Regions from separate parts of the Hordeum vulgare genome. Here region 2 is linked to region 1. The links are chromatin contacts, called in public Hi-C maps. All regions are on one chromosome and are shown on one strand. Each heading gives the region's core, a stretch centred on a gene start, on an enhancer-like site or on the middle of the called end of the contact. The rest is flanking DNA. Distances are from core to core; before and after follow the strand shown. Region 1 holds the start of LOC123445208. Region 2 holds the start of LOC123445210 (leucine-rich repeat receptor protein kinase MSP1-like).

Evidence for each region. A called contact is a pair of places that touch in the nucleus more often than the background predicts.
Region 2: a Hi-C map of leaf shows a contact between it and region 1, with 5 times the contacts expected there. The contact joins the promoter of LOC123445210 here to the promoter of LOC123445208 in region 1. A contact is called at or near these places in 4 of 6 Hi-C or Micro-C datasets (leaf and seedling) and 1 of 1 datasets of contacts at active chromatin or transcription factors (embryo).

Annotation. Positions count from the first base shown.
Region 1 is chr3H:571,202,253-571,209,604 of MorexV3_pseudomolecules_assembly, reverse strand. It overlaps LOC123445208, which reads left to right and starts at 3,100. Exons shown (of 2, transcript XM_045122164.1): 1 at 3,100-3,354; 2 at 3,439-4,102. The coding sequence starts at 3,286. The coding sequence ends at 3,711. LOC123445209 (zinc finger CCCH domain-containing protein 12-like) reads left to right here. Exons shown (of 7, transcript XM_045122166.1): 6 at 257-583; 7 at 1,665-2,104. The coding sequence ends at 1,853.
Region 2 is chr3H:571,406,066-571,413,417 of MorexV3_pseudomolecules_assembly, reverse strand. LOC123445210 (leucine-rich repeat receptor protein kinase MSP1-like) reads right to left here and starts at 4,459. Exons shown (of 3, transcript XM_045122168.1): 1 at 4,353-4,459; 2 at 2,281-2,398; 3 at 1-1,947. The coding sequence starts at 2,292.

The DNA of each region.
Region 1 (7,352 bases), core at 1,851-4,350:
TATTTCAATTACTATTGCCATGTTTGACGTTTCCTGGAAGACAAATCTTCCAACTAGATAATAATGATTTGCTCAAAGAAAATAATTAAGTTCAGTCGCAAATGAGTTCATTTTATATGCATCTTGGAAAGCTCTGACATGCAGCTTGGTCTATAATTATTTGCCTTTAGTGATTTAGCTCTAATTTGTAAAAAAAGAAAGACATTTTGGAGTCTATATTTAGGGTTGATATTTGTGATTTTGTTTATCTTTCAAGGGGCAAATGGTACCTGTTTCATCTCCTGAGAGTCGACTACAGTCTCCAGGAGCTCAACAATACTATGGAACTTCTCGACAAGGTGAAGGCAGTGCAGGAAATCAGGGAATGCAATCACCCTACAGATCCAGTTCATTTCCTGTACCTCAGTATGCACTGCAGAGAGAGAATGTATTTCCTGAGAGACCTGATCAACCGGAATGCATATACTACATAAAGACTGGAGACTGTAAATTTGGTGCAGTTTGCAAATTCCATCATCCCCGTGTGCGTTCACAGCCTCCCCCAGACTGTATCTTGAGCCCAATGGGTCTTCCATTACGCCCAGTAAGTACATGGAGCCCCTTCACTGTTTTTGCTTATCCTTACCTCATTGTCCATGATAGTTTTTGCTCCCGTGTTCTGAGCGTTGTACCGCCTTCATCATCCCTCTGCGGGAGAAAGACCCTAGTACCGTCTTAATTAAGCAGTTGATTTACATGTCTTTCTCTGAGTAAAGATTTGAGATGAATTGTAGAACCAAAAATGCTTCATCAATGTTTATGTTTATTAGTTACACAATTGATTCTGCAATAATATATAGTTCCTCATATTAATGACCAATTTTCTACAAGCAAGAAAATCTTGTGTTAATTTACTAAAATATACCTGTCTTGGTTACACACTGTTTTATCATCAAATTCAGTGGCAGAAGTCACAGTGATAAATCCACTATGGTAGATATAGACTGCTAACTGATGCCAGTATACAAAATCAAAACATTGTTATAATCTACCAATCTAGCAGGGAAGCCATAAGTAGAGTACTCCCTCCGTTTTTATCTCCACATATTAACTTTGTCCTAATTCAGATTTTGTAAAGTTTGACCTAGTTTATAGAAAAATATGTTAATGTCTACAGTAGCATAACCATTAGATTTATCACTGAATATATTTTCACATAAGATAATACTCCCTTCGTTCCTAAATACAAGTCCTTTTAGATATTTCAATATGGACTACATACGGATGTATATAGACTTATTTTAGAGTGTAAATTCACTCGTTTTGCTCCGTATGTAGCCCATGTTGAAATCTCTAAAAAATACTTATATTTAGAACGGAGGGAGTATTTCTTATTATAAATGTTCAGTCTTTATAAAGACTTGTGGCTAACCTAATATGCAAGGTAAATAAAAACAGAGGGAGTACCTCTGTTTAGTTATTAATTGGTTAACACGCTGTACTTTAGCTATTGAATTGATTGTTCTTAGCTAATAATCGTTGACACGACTTGCTACTTCCTCTTGAATAGATATGCTTAGCCAATGATTTTGTTGCAGTTACTCAAATACCAGTATTCATCTTTGCTGTTCCCAGCGCACCTGTTGTTGGATCATGACAAAGCCATTCTTGTTTGAGATTTTCAGGGGGAGGAGCTCTGCAAGTTCTACTCTCGCTATGGCATCTGCAAGTTTGGCGTAAACTGCAAGTTCGACCATCCGATGGCGGCCCCGATGGGGGTCTACGCGTACGGCTACTCCGCGTCGGCGTCGCCCAACGCGCCCATGGCTCGCCGTCTCCTGGAGTCGCCCTCCGGGTCTGCGTACGCGTCCTAAGGCTCCCCGGCAATTTGACCTTGATTGATCTCGATGATGATGTATAAAAAGCCATCGCGCGCCGTCCGTCCTCGGTCGCGCCCCGCGAATGTTCTCTCCCCCTAACTCCCCCGGAATCAAGTTCTGTAAAAATCGAGTTTGCTACCAGAGATGTACAGTTATTTTTGTTAATGCGGGTCCTTGGATGGATGGATGGATGGAGAAGCCATTTGCTACCGAATGAAATAATGGTTGAATGCAGTCGTTGGAAATGTCGGCATTTTTTTTCGTCAATATGGTTTCCTGACGGATGTCGTGTGTGTGCGTGTGGACGAACACCAGGAGGCCATATTTTTCCTTCCTTCTTTCTTTCTTTCCTGCATTTGGGTTTTCTTGACCGCAGGGTGAAGGATGGAGGTAGAACGAGGAGCAAGCAAAAGCTTGGTGCAGAATTCAGTTGAGGCATCGCCATCATGATCTTGTCGCCGGGAAAGTTTTGTGAGGTAACCGGCGTCTTCCCAACGACCCCGAGTTTAATGTGGGAGGGGAGGCCATGATGATAAGGCGCCGAACCTGGTCCAACCACTTTTCTTGTTGCGGGGGTGACGCATAAATGCTTGCCTCAATTTGTGGTAGCAGCCAACCAAATTGTCCTCGACGTTGCCTGCGAAGTGCAAAGATCTCATGTCACCACTCACCAGCGAGCGTCGTCTCATCAACCTTGTCTTTGGTGGCAGTAAAACTTGATTGATGATGATCAGCTGCACCGCGCAACAGTGGAATCGTCCTATCAATGAAGTAGATGTAGGACGGCTTTGTGTCAACGCTGCTGCCCTGGTGCATCTGCCATCATCTCCACGAACAATTTCCTTCTTCCTCTTCTTCTCGACACTCGTAATAATGATGGTCTAGCAGTACCATCAAATCAAATCAAATCAAATCAAAGGGAGTAAATAAGCTTGTTCCTGCAGCAGTGACCCGGTGTCCGTGTGTCCAGGCCATGAGAAGAGAAGGGAACCATCGCGACGCACACGAGCACCGGCATCACATTCCCATCGTCCACCACCACCAGCCTCGTCCACGTCGAGATCCTGTTCCTAGGCAGGAGATATAGGCATAGGGAGATCTCGAGTGCGTATGAACGCGCCAAAGTGGATGCGCGGTTTCAACGCGGACCATCACGTCATGTGCGTACTATTGTTTACCGCCCACTCCTGCGTACGTACTGTATTTTTCTACTCCTACTACTACCGTCCACTCGGTGCGGCGCCCACTCGACTGACGGGCGTGACGGCAGCCAGCCGGTACCGAGTACTGAGACGAGACGAGACGAGATCTCGGCCTCCCTCCCAAGTCGTCCGTCGTCGGCTCCCGAAAAGGACCTCACACTCCCTCCCTCCCCACCCCTCTCCGCCCACTGCACAGTCCAAATCCCCACTCCACCCCGCCGACGATGCCCAAGCCGCTCTTCCTCCTCCTGCTGCTCCTCCCCCTCCTCGCGGCGGCCGCCCACTCCTCACCGGTAAGCGCGCAGTACGGTACATTCGACAGCCCAATTCCGCGAATCTTGGCCCTGACATTGCCTGCCTGCTCCACGCGCGCGCAGGAGGTCCCGGTCCCGGATGCGGCGGCGGCGGGGGCGCGCATGGTGCCGATGGCCCCGGCGGGGGTGGGGTTCAGCGGGGTGGTGCTGAACGAGACGCGGCGGCGGCTGGGGAGCTTCCAGCTCTGCGCGCCCTGCACCTGCTGCGGCGGGCCCAGGGGCGTCTGCGTCCTCTCCCCGTGCTGCTACGCCATCAACTGCAACATCCCCAACCGCCCCTTCGGATTCTGCTCCTTCACCCCCAGGTCATGCGACTGCCTCCGCTGCAACGTCTGACCCTCTGCTTCCCAGCGCCATATGGGCGAGGGCAATGTTCAGACTTGAGAGTCATAGTAAGTATTTTTAGGGGAAAGAGGACGGACGGACGGACATGATAGCATGAGAGCTCCCCCCCCCCCCCCCCCCCCCCCGCCCGAATGCTTGCTTGCTTGCTTGCCGATTTGTTATTGTTTTTCTTAGTCCTATTATACTAGCCATTTTGCTGCCGAATTGTTATTAAGTATATCGTGTAGCTGCTACCTCCGGATGGATGGAATTGGTTCGCTAGCACAAGAGTGCCACTTCTGGGATTGCCCTGGGACATTGCGTGTCTCGTCTCATCGATGCTTTTCTTCATACATCTAGTTAACAAGTGTGGAGATTCAGTGCCTTTTATTATTGGTTGGTATCTCTTGTGTCTCATTCCTTTCCATCCATCTTTTACATGAAATGTTTCCATATGATTCGGTCAAGTCGAACTGCATAAGACATTTAGGAGGTCCATGTTCTTCATATCAGTCACTCACTTGTACTGCCTGCATATTAGTTTCCCTCTTGTGTTGGCTTGGATTGATCCCACTCTTTTCGACTTTCGTCGGTGTATCAAGATTCATTGCTTCCACAATTTTGCTACGCAAAGTGTCATGGGTTCAGTATTGTGTACATCTGTCACCACCAGAAAATTGATTTAAATCTTGTGCCCATTTTAGAATTGTACAAGTTGACCTGTTTTTATTGTAGTTTTAACACATTGACTGCTCCTTTACTCACCTTTAAGGAAGCCTAGTTGGGCTCCAGCTTTTGTGAATTCAGTAGGCAGCATCCTTTATTTAGGCTGAAAAGAAAAGCCTTGCAGTGGTTTCAATGGAACATGAAGTTTTCATCACAAACACTGGTTGTTCATTATCAGACATCCATTCTACTGCACAGAATTCAGTTGCATCTAGTAAAGTACATGCCATTCAGTTAACTTGATAGTTTATCTTTTGGATTTGTAGCTTCAAACCTGGACAAGTGTGGCATGTAGCTTCTACTTTTGAACAAAGTAAAAGACAATGCACATACACATGCATCATAGGCTGTGTACTTGTTTCTAAGTTAACTAAGCATACCCTGTTGTTTAATCCAAATTCTGTAATCAAAAGTTGTGCATAATGTGTTGCTTTTGATTGATATCTGTTCAAAGACATTCAGCTGCTTTGCAATGCTACTCCTAAGGCATATATATATATACTTACTTCATATGTTAATCCGATTTTGCTGTGTTTCCACATTTTTGCGTCGCCCATTTGGTTTACACATACAAAAGGTGTCGTTGGGAGAGACGATGTCAATGATCTACTTTACTTTACTGCTTGTGCTGCACATAGGTGATGTTGAGTCGCATGCCAAAAGGTACCTCACGTGCTAATCTCCCAGTAGTCATCAACATGCAGCTTTTCTCCCCTATCTGTGATTATTGAGTAGGAGTGTATCAACCATCATCACTTGTTCTCCTTGTTGGGTCTCCTACTCTCCTGCATGTTGTCCTGTTTCTCAAGAGAGTGACTATGATTGTGAAGTGACTCTCACTACCTAAGGCTGAAAAGGTATCATGCAAAAGTGATTTTATATAGAAGGGGTAAAAAGGAGCCTGTCTTAGATCTCATCTTGAATTCCTCGTTTTTCTTATTGCTCATGCCTCAATCAAGGTTGGATGAATCCATCATTTTCCTTTCCTCCAATTATCGGCGCATTTTTGTCGCTATTTACTTGGATCAACTTGCTTCTCGTTTACATTCATCATCAGGCCATCACTAGTCCTTGTTGTCTCCTTCCAAAGAGAAGCACGACGATTTCCAAGTGGCTTTTGACTGTCCGACGCTGAAAACACACGCTATGTTCTGAACTGCAAAAACGTCTTATATTTGGTTACATAGGCAGCACGCAAAACCGATGTTTTGGAGGGAAAACAGTTGCGTTGTCTTCCTCTGCAAGTCTCTGTGAAAGCGGCATATATTAGACCCGCGTACTGGCTGCTCACCGTGTGAAATGAAATGGCTGCAGTGATGGGTTGGCTGCGCCGGGGCGCATATTTTCAGAGATGAACGTGGGGAAACCCCTCTCCCATCCGGCACCCCCCCGGGCGGAGCTGGACACGTATATAAATGATGATCGGTCGGGCCTGCGAATTATTGGGGCGACGTTTATTACGCCAGCCCCGAGCCCATGTTCCTTGCGCGACAGATCGATAGGGCGCCGCCCTCTCCGTCTCCGTTTCCATGTGCGCGCAGGCATGGATGATCATCAGCCGGAGAACAATAGCCTACGGCAATGCGGACGCATGTGTTAGGCCCTGTTTGGTTTTTATAATCTGTTATGTTTCCAAACAGGACGGTTTATATTGTAGATTTTTAAAAACTAGATAATCAGATTATTAAAAACTCATAATCTACTCTACCCCAGCTAAAATCAGATTATGGATTACTAATGACCTATTACCCTTGTAAACTTGGAGATAATTACCTACTGCCACCGCCACTGTCCTGTTTTTATAAACAGGACAGACATGTCATTGTACAATGTAAAACCTGAATTACATTTTATATAATCTGGTCTCCAAACATGTCCACCTGGATTATTTTTATAAACCAGATTATATAATCTATCTTCATAATCCAGATTATTATAATCTATTGTGGTTCCAAACAGGGCCTTAATGTGATGGATTCAACATCTGTCTTGGATCTCTTGTACTCCTACTACTACAGTATATTGCATGTCTGAGCTGTTGTCGTAGTAAAGACGGTTGTGTGCATCGCAGTTATGCAAAGATCATGGTCGGCCATCCTTTTTAAGAGACAAAAAAGAGGATTAATTTGTACACAATATAAACGTTGTAGGGGATTAATTTGAGTTATGGAAGGGAGTAGGGGGATGCTTGCTATGCCTGTCATGAACAGAACATATATAGGATAGGATAGGAGAGCCGCAGCGTTTGCTTCCCTCACGACTGAGAAGCGAGAAGCGTCGCGACTCGCCAGCCAGTGGTGCGTGATAAGCCCCATAGCCTCTTTCGGCCAGGCATTTCTCAGCCATGATCCCTGCGAAATCTGTGAACGGAAAGAAGCAATGAAATGCTATGCGCACACAGACACAGGCGGCTTGTCTCCCTCTCTAGGAATACTCAAGCACAACGCGGTTCTTACTTCTTACACGTAAATAAACATGTGCATTGTGTTGTCGATTTTTCTTGAGGAAGCATGAAAGCTTTGCGTCTCCGTGCATCGACACAAAGCGCAAACATATCATAATAACAGCAACGTAAATAAATTGTACGGGGAGTTTAGCCCGTCGAAAGAATAATTTGGCGCCGGGAAAACCTGCCAGGAAGCATATTCTTGAGCCTCAACAACAGGAAAATGATTTGTGGCTCTCCGATACCACACACCCCTATATGAATATAGCATTTAAATATTAGGAATTTTAAAAAATATATATGAACTTTTGGGATATGAAACATGGGTGCCCGTTGTACACGCTTGTTTAGTTTTGTGAGGAATGGATGCCCGTGGTAATGTCAGTAAAAAAGATGAAAAAATCCATATGTACAGGAAAAAAAGTTGGATGTATTGTTTGTCAGATCGTAATTTCAGTTTTTTCAATTTTTTTGATATGTG
Region 2 (7,352 bases), core at 3,210-5,709, 200 kb before region 1:
CCCCACACAGATCTCAGCAGGAATAGCACCAGAGAGCTGGTTATAAGACAAAATCAAGCTATTGAGCAATGTCAAGTTAGATATGGCCCTCGGGATGTGCCCTGTCAGATTATTAGAGCTTAGGTCCAGTGTTGCAAGGTTTCTGCAGTTGAAGAGTTCTATTGGAATGTTCCCAGATAACCCATTGCCATGCAGAGACAGAATAGTCAGATTCCGTAGATAGCCGACAGACTTTGGTATGGGTCCTTCCAAATAGTTATTGTCAATCTGCAATCTCTGCAAGCTGGACAGCCTACCGATGCTATCTGGGATCTGGCTGGTAATCTGATTATTGCTGAGAGAGATCTGCAGAAGAGTTGATGACTCCCACAACCTGTCAGGCAGCATTCCCGTGAAATTGTTTAGGGACAATTCCAGGCTAACTAAAGGCAGCTCAGCCAGGTACCCTGGTATCTCCCCATGAAGATGATTACCTAGCAAGTTCAGCTCGGTGAGATTTGTGCATCCTTTAAAAGTTTCCTCGATACTTCCAGTCAGATTGTTATCATGCAGTATAAGGGATTGCAGGGAGTTGGCTTGACACATCTCAGCAGGGACAGGACCTGAGAGACGGTTGGATTCTGCAGAGAAACTGAGCAGATGCTGCAATGGCAGCACTGGCAAAGGTCCACTGAACAAGTTTTGACCAAGCGATATAGATCTTGCATGTGCCCAATTCCTCATCCAATCTGGAATATTACCAGACAGTTTGTTCCCCTCCACAGAAAAAGAGATAACAGTTTCCAGTTCTGCAAGTTCTTCAGGGATGAAGCCAGTGAAGGCATTAAATGACAGATTTATGAGAGTAATCTTCTTGCAATTACTTAGTTCTTTCGGTATGCTCCCCCTGAGCCCTGCATTCTTCGCAATCAACTGTGTCAGATTGCCAAGCAGACCAATGGATGTTGGGAGTTCAGCATCGAAGTGGTTCTCTGATATGTCAAATTCCTCCAGGCTTACAAGACCGCTGATGGACCAAGGAATGGAGCCTGTGAGTTTGCATTCAGGGAGCAGGAGTACTTCAAGCCACTTCAGATTACCAATTTCTTCTGGAATGCTTCCAGTGAAAGCATTTTGGCCCAAAATTAGCAGCCGAAGATTCTCCAATTGACCAATCTCCCCGGGTATTGGCCCCACAAAATTGTTTGAGGACAGATCAAGTGACATAAGGTTCACCAATGAGCTTATTCCAGAAAATATTAATCCACTGAGGTTATTCTGGCTTAGGTCAAGATGCAACAGCTGAGACAGATTACGAAAAGCTGCTGGTATCGACCCATTTAGGCTGTTCATGTGAAGGTCCAGGAACTCTAGGTTCTGCAGACTGCCCAACTCTGTAGGAATGCCACCAGAGATGGAATTCCCTGATATGGAGAGCTTGGTGAGATGCTGCAACTGAGCAATTGCAGGGCTCAGTTGTCCATGTAATAAGTTGTTGTCAAGCACCATTTCTTTCAGCATCTTCAAGGTATATAATGAGGCAGGCAGGGGCCCAGTAAGTTGGTTATCGTTCAGTTCTAGGTACTGAAGACGCTGCAAATTCTCCAGGGTGTCTGGAAGCTCACCAGTAAACCCACACCCACTTAAGTTCAGCAGAACAAGCGACTCGAATGCCCCGATGCATGAAGGAAACCGGACGTAGAGTGGCATGGAGGACAAGTCTATGGCCACAACGCTACGCCCCGAACAGGTTATACCTAACCAGCTGCATGGGGGAGTTTCTGAATCAAACCAGCCGCGAAGGAAACCTTTTTCTTCAGCAATTGAGTGCCTCAGAGTGAATAAACTTTTTATATCACTTGATTCAGACATGACAGAACTGGGGATGAAGATCACAAGAAGAATAAGAAGGCAGATACTTCGAGATCCCATTGCTATTATGTTCATTGGACTTGTGTAACGTTCAGTCTGCAAATAAAAGATAAACATGTCAGCAGCTTTCAAAAGAACCACATAGCACATGATATGCCAAAAGTTCGTCATGTTCACTATGTCAGTGCGAAAACAATGAGATGTGATGCAGAACAAAAAGAAATCCAAGTTTTCATTTATCTTATGAGAAAACAACAATAGAAGTAATAGTAAGGGTTTTATTTATTTGAACCAGACTAGACGTTCAAGGCTTCGAAACAAACGGCTTGTTTATTATAGAACTTGGTAGATTTTAATCACACCTAGATGTAAATGAGTAATCAAAAGTTGTACAAGCATACATCTCAAGCAGGGATTTACACTGACTACCTTCTCAATCATATGATGCTCTTTCTTTGCTGGCGTTAGTTACAACAGAGATACAGTAGACGTAAAGCTCAACTCAATCAAATGTAATACGCTCCTCTCAGAAATACACCCTGAACTCCTGAAGAAAAAGAAGAAACAGCAGTCAGCTTCATGTAAGTAATGCTCAGGTCAAGGTACAAGAATGAGTAAACAAGCAAGCACGTTCTAGTTCAGTCAACATCACACAACAAAACAGAAGAACCACAAGTTACAAATACTCTCACTTAGCACTTGCCCCTACCATCTAGCCAGGAGACCCGGGCATTGCCGGTGGTGTTGTGTCCAAAAGAAAGAGCACGCTACCATAACAAACCCAGGAAACACAAAGGAGAAAACAGCAGCACAAGTGGGGAAAAAAACCTCCCTAAATCCAAAGAAGCAGGGGAGTCGGAGTGTAGTACACGGGAGGATGCCCATGAAACATTCATCCACCACAAAATTCACAAGCCACTCCACTGTTTTCCTATAACGAGAAATGCTATAGTAAATACTGCATGGTTGCGGTGCAGCTTTACATCAAGAGCAGATGGCACAAAACCAAGCATGCAGCGTCATAAATGCAGGCCGGGATGCCACCTCCTGCACAGGGAGGAAAGGAAAAGGCACGGACCGCAGGGCACAAGAAAGACCACTCCCACACACATCCCCTTCCCCACGAGATTCAGCAAGTGGCGACACATACGCAAGCCGAGCACAGAACAGTCGTGGTGCCCTACACCGCCGCGGATTAAATGACAACAACCACGTCAAATCATGCCCCCTCCCCATCCCACGAATCTCTGAAGCCTCTGACCGGGCTCTCTGATCCTGGTTCTTTAACCTGGGAGCCAGAACATCGATTGGACTGGACATTTCAAAGAGGCGATGGGTGACAATAACACAAACTTGAGGGGGGTGATTGCAAAAGGAGTTACTACCAGCATTTCTGCCTAAAGATGTCAGATCTTTTCTTCTTTGCAGGGTAAAGATGCCCACGCTTACATCTAATCTAAGCAAAACATTAAGAACCAGAATAGTACTGCTAATATTACCACTTGTGGAATGTTTTCTCCAGTGATTTGGGCCGTCATATGGGACCGATTTGTTTATGAGGAGGCTGACCAACCAAGTACGATTAGCAGTATATTAAATGTAGTTCTACTGCGCTCAAGGGTACGCACAAAACAAAAGTACAGCCAACCATGGGATGGAGTCTACACTCTACAGCTGCTGCAAAAGAGTAAGTACGTACGTAGCCCAAGACAGCACGAAGGGGCTGGGTTTAACTGAACTGACGCCACGACGGCGAAACCGGGGGCGGAATCTGCACGAACAGGAATTACTGAACACTTTTTTCATCAAGGGGAAAAAAGGCGAGCAAAACGAATGGAATTGGAACCGGGAACACCGAAGGTGAATTTTGAGGGGGTGAAATACAAATAGTAAGATTCGGTGGGACGAACAGGACAAGGAACAGGGAAAAGCACCGCAAAAACACCAAAAAGGAAGGGAAATGCTCTGTAGCGAGTACCGAGTTGCATATGGGATAACTGGAAGAACAAAGCCATCACCGAATGCTATAGTAATCAGGAAGACCCGTCACGGAGAAGCCGCGGTTATCATCCTCCACCGCCGTGAAGTTGCAGTCCTAGATTAGAGATTTATCCGCATGAAACCACTTATTCAAGGCTTCCTTTGGTTGCAGTGAGGCAAAACGAGGCCCAACAAAAAACGAGGATGTCGAGGCGCACAAGGAGAGTCCCTCTCTTTGCCATGGAAAGATCTACCCGGGCGGTCAATTTGGAGGAAATCGAAGAAATGGCAGATGGTTCCGCACAAAGTTGCAGACAATTCGCAAACGGAGTACTAGCGGGCAACTGGGAAAAAAAAATCCCGTATAAATCAGCAAGCAGATTGGGCCTTCTACCGCAACAACATTTGACAGCAGTCATCAGTCTACTGAAATCATGCCGCTGCTGCGATTAACCCGAGATGGCGAGAGCAAATAGCGACCACCACACGCGTGCGCAGGGCGGCGGCAGCAAGGTTCGTACCGAGTTGGTGCCGGGGACGCAGGAGCAGGGGCGCGTCGCCGCGGAGCCGACGAGCCGCTTCAGACGCCCGCTTCTCCGTGCGCTGGAGCCGGAAACCCAAGGAGGGAGGCGCGCGCTCCTGCAGGCATGGACGAGGGAGGGGCGTGAGTGAGCAGCGGGCGAGAGGGAGGGGGGCGCGGCGGCGGACGGGACCGGCCGCGAAGAGCAGGAGAGGACGATCGGCTGGCGTGCGCACCTCGCAATGCCGGGGCGGCGGCGCGGGCGGGCGGGCGGCGGCCGTCGGGTCCTCCGGGAGGGAGGGGAGGTGGTCAGGTGGGGTGGGGCGCGCACGAGAGGGGCGTGCCGCGTGAGGCGGCAGGCAGCGAGTGGGGAGGAGGAGAGGCGAGGGCGTACGTAGTCGCTCGCTGACTGGGGTTTGGGGTTTGTGGGGCGGGCGGGCGGAGGAGGGCGAGGCGGTTTGTTTCGGGTGGGAGAAAAAGGTGGCCTGCGTGCTCTGCTCTGCTCTGCTCAACCCTCTCCCTCTCGTGCTGCCTTCGCCGTTAGCGATATGAGCAGCGGCCACGTTTCCTTCCCCACGGTCATATCGAGTCGAATGCATGCCCTCCTCGCAAGAAAACTCGCCGCTGTCGTTGTTTGCGCAGGGAAATGAATGGCCTTTGGCCGTGTGCACTGCCCCTGTGTTTGTTCCCATGGTGATAAGGTCCTCTTGGGTTACAAAAAACCGTCAACTAAAAAAGGCGTAAATCTTCGTTTTGTAGGGAAAGGATATCCAAATCAGTGGGTTTACTAGCACGTGTGTTTTGCATAGTCATGCAAAGATCACAAGGAGAGAGAGAAAAACAATCAATTCGATATATGCAAGAGATATATAAGAAAGGCCATACAGGACAACCGATTATGTGCTAACGACATGGGCTAACACAATCTTGATAGAAATATCAATAAGAAGCAAATGAGAAAAGGCCCATAATAAAATGGTGAGAACCCTTCTTTGAATAAGACCGGTCCGAGCCGAGCCGCTAGTGTGGGGAAGGTTGTTCCTCTCGATTTTAGAGACTACTACTGTGGCTGTGGCTGTGGCTATGGCTAAATCATCAGCGTGTGTGGTGGATGGGATCCGACGGCGAATACCGCATTAAAACAAGCACACAATCCATGTACTCTGTCTTCATTGGTCCGAAGTTGTGTGCCTTTTTTTTTCTGGTACGGTAATTTTATTTTTTTATTTTTTGAGAATGTACACTACTTCAGAGGTGTGGTTCGTTCATGACATACACTAAGGCTATGTACATCATGACATGACATGATACTGCGCCGCGATATACTCCCAAAAACTCCCAACATCGAAAATATCATAGAAGATGCATATGGACTCTGTTTTCGATGAACTCGAACATGTCATGAAGATGACCATAAGCTATAAAATTCACAAAAAGAAACACCAAACAAGAACCAAGAAGTATGATGCAAGGATGCAAATGGTTTGAGCTCTCAACGAACGATACGATCAAGCTACTCACTTGAGAGCCCCCCTTGACAGTACGTCAATCTATCCTAAAACAGAAAACCTATCAAGGGCAAACCCATACCTTGCAATTCGTCCTCTTGAGCTAGATGACGCTGATCTTGGCTTCCTCAAGATAGACCACCTTTCTTGATTGCGTTGGCTTGATAAACACTAGTTGATTTCTCCCCCATACACACTATGGGTGAGCCGCTCTTCAGCATATCTTCACAATGTTGGGTAACGTAGAATAAATTCAAAAAAATTCTACGCATATTCAGATCTTCCTATGGAGAGACCAGCAACGAGAGAGGGGTAAGAGCATCTTCATACCTTTGAAGATCGCTTATCGGAAGCGTTGCTAGAACGCGGTTGATGGAGTCGTACTCGCAGCGATTCCGATCTAGTGCCGAACCACGGCACCTCCGCGTTCAACACACGTGCAGCCCGGTGACGTCTTCCGCGCCTTGATCCAGCAAGGAGGAGGGAGAGGTTGGGGAAGATCTCCGGCAGCACGACGGCATGGTGTCGATGGAGAGACGAGGTCTCCCGGCAGGGCTTCGCCAAACACCGGCAGAGAGGAGGAGGAAGAAGAGCAGGGTTGCGTCGAGGGAGAGGGAAAACTGTGTCTCCAAAAGCCCAAAAGTGCCCACTATATATAGGAGGAGGGGAGGGGGTGCCACCCCTAGGGTTCCCACCCTAGGTGGTGCGGCAGCCCCCCCAGATGGGAGGTGCGGCGACGAGGGCAAGGAGGAGGGGTGGCGCACCCCTAGGTGGGCCTTAGGCCCACCAGCGCCTAGGGTTTCCCCCCCCCCCCTCTCCACCTCCTGCGCCTTAGCTTGAGTGTGGGGGGCGCACCGGCCCACCTAGGGGCTGGTTCCCTCCCGCACTTGGCCCATCTAGCCTCCCGGGGTCGTTGCCCCCTTCCGGTGGACCCCCGGGGCCACCTCCGGTGGTCCCGGTGGTCCCGGTAGGTTACCGGTGATGCCCGAAACACTTCCGGTGTCCGAAACCATCCATCCTATATATCAATCTTTACCTCCGGACCATTCCGGAGCTCCTCGTGACGTCCGAGATCTCATCTGGGACTCCGAACAACTTTCTATAACCTCATATAACAATTTCCTATAACCCTAGCGTCATCGAACCTTAAGTGTGTAGACCCTACGGGTTCGGGAGACGGGTAGACATGACCGAGACACCTCTCTGGCCAATAACCATCAGCGGGGTCTGGATACCCATGGTGGCTCCCACTTGATCCACGATGATCTCATCGGATGAACCACGATGTCAAGGATTCAATCAATCCCGTATACAATTCCCTTTGTCTGTCGGTATAGAACTTGCCCGAGATTCGATCGTCGGTATACCTATACCTTGTTCAATCTCGTTACCTGTAAGTCTCTTTACTCGTTCCGTAGCACGTCATCGTGTGACTAACTCCTTTAGTAAAATTGAGCTCATGATGATGTTCTACCGAGTGGGCCCAGAGATAC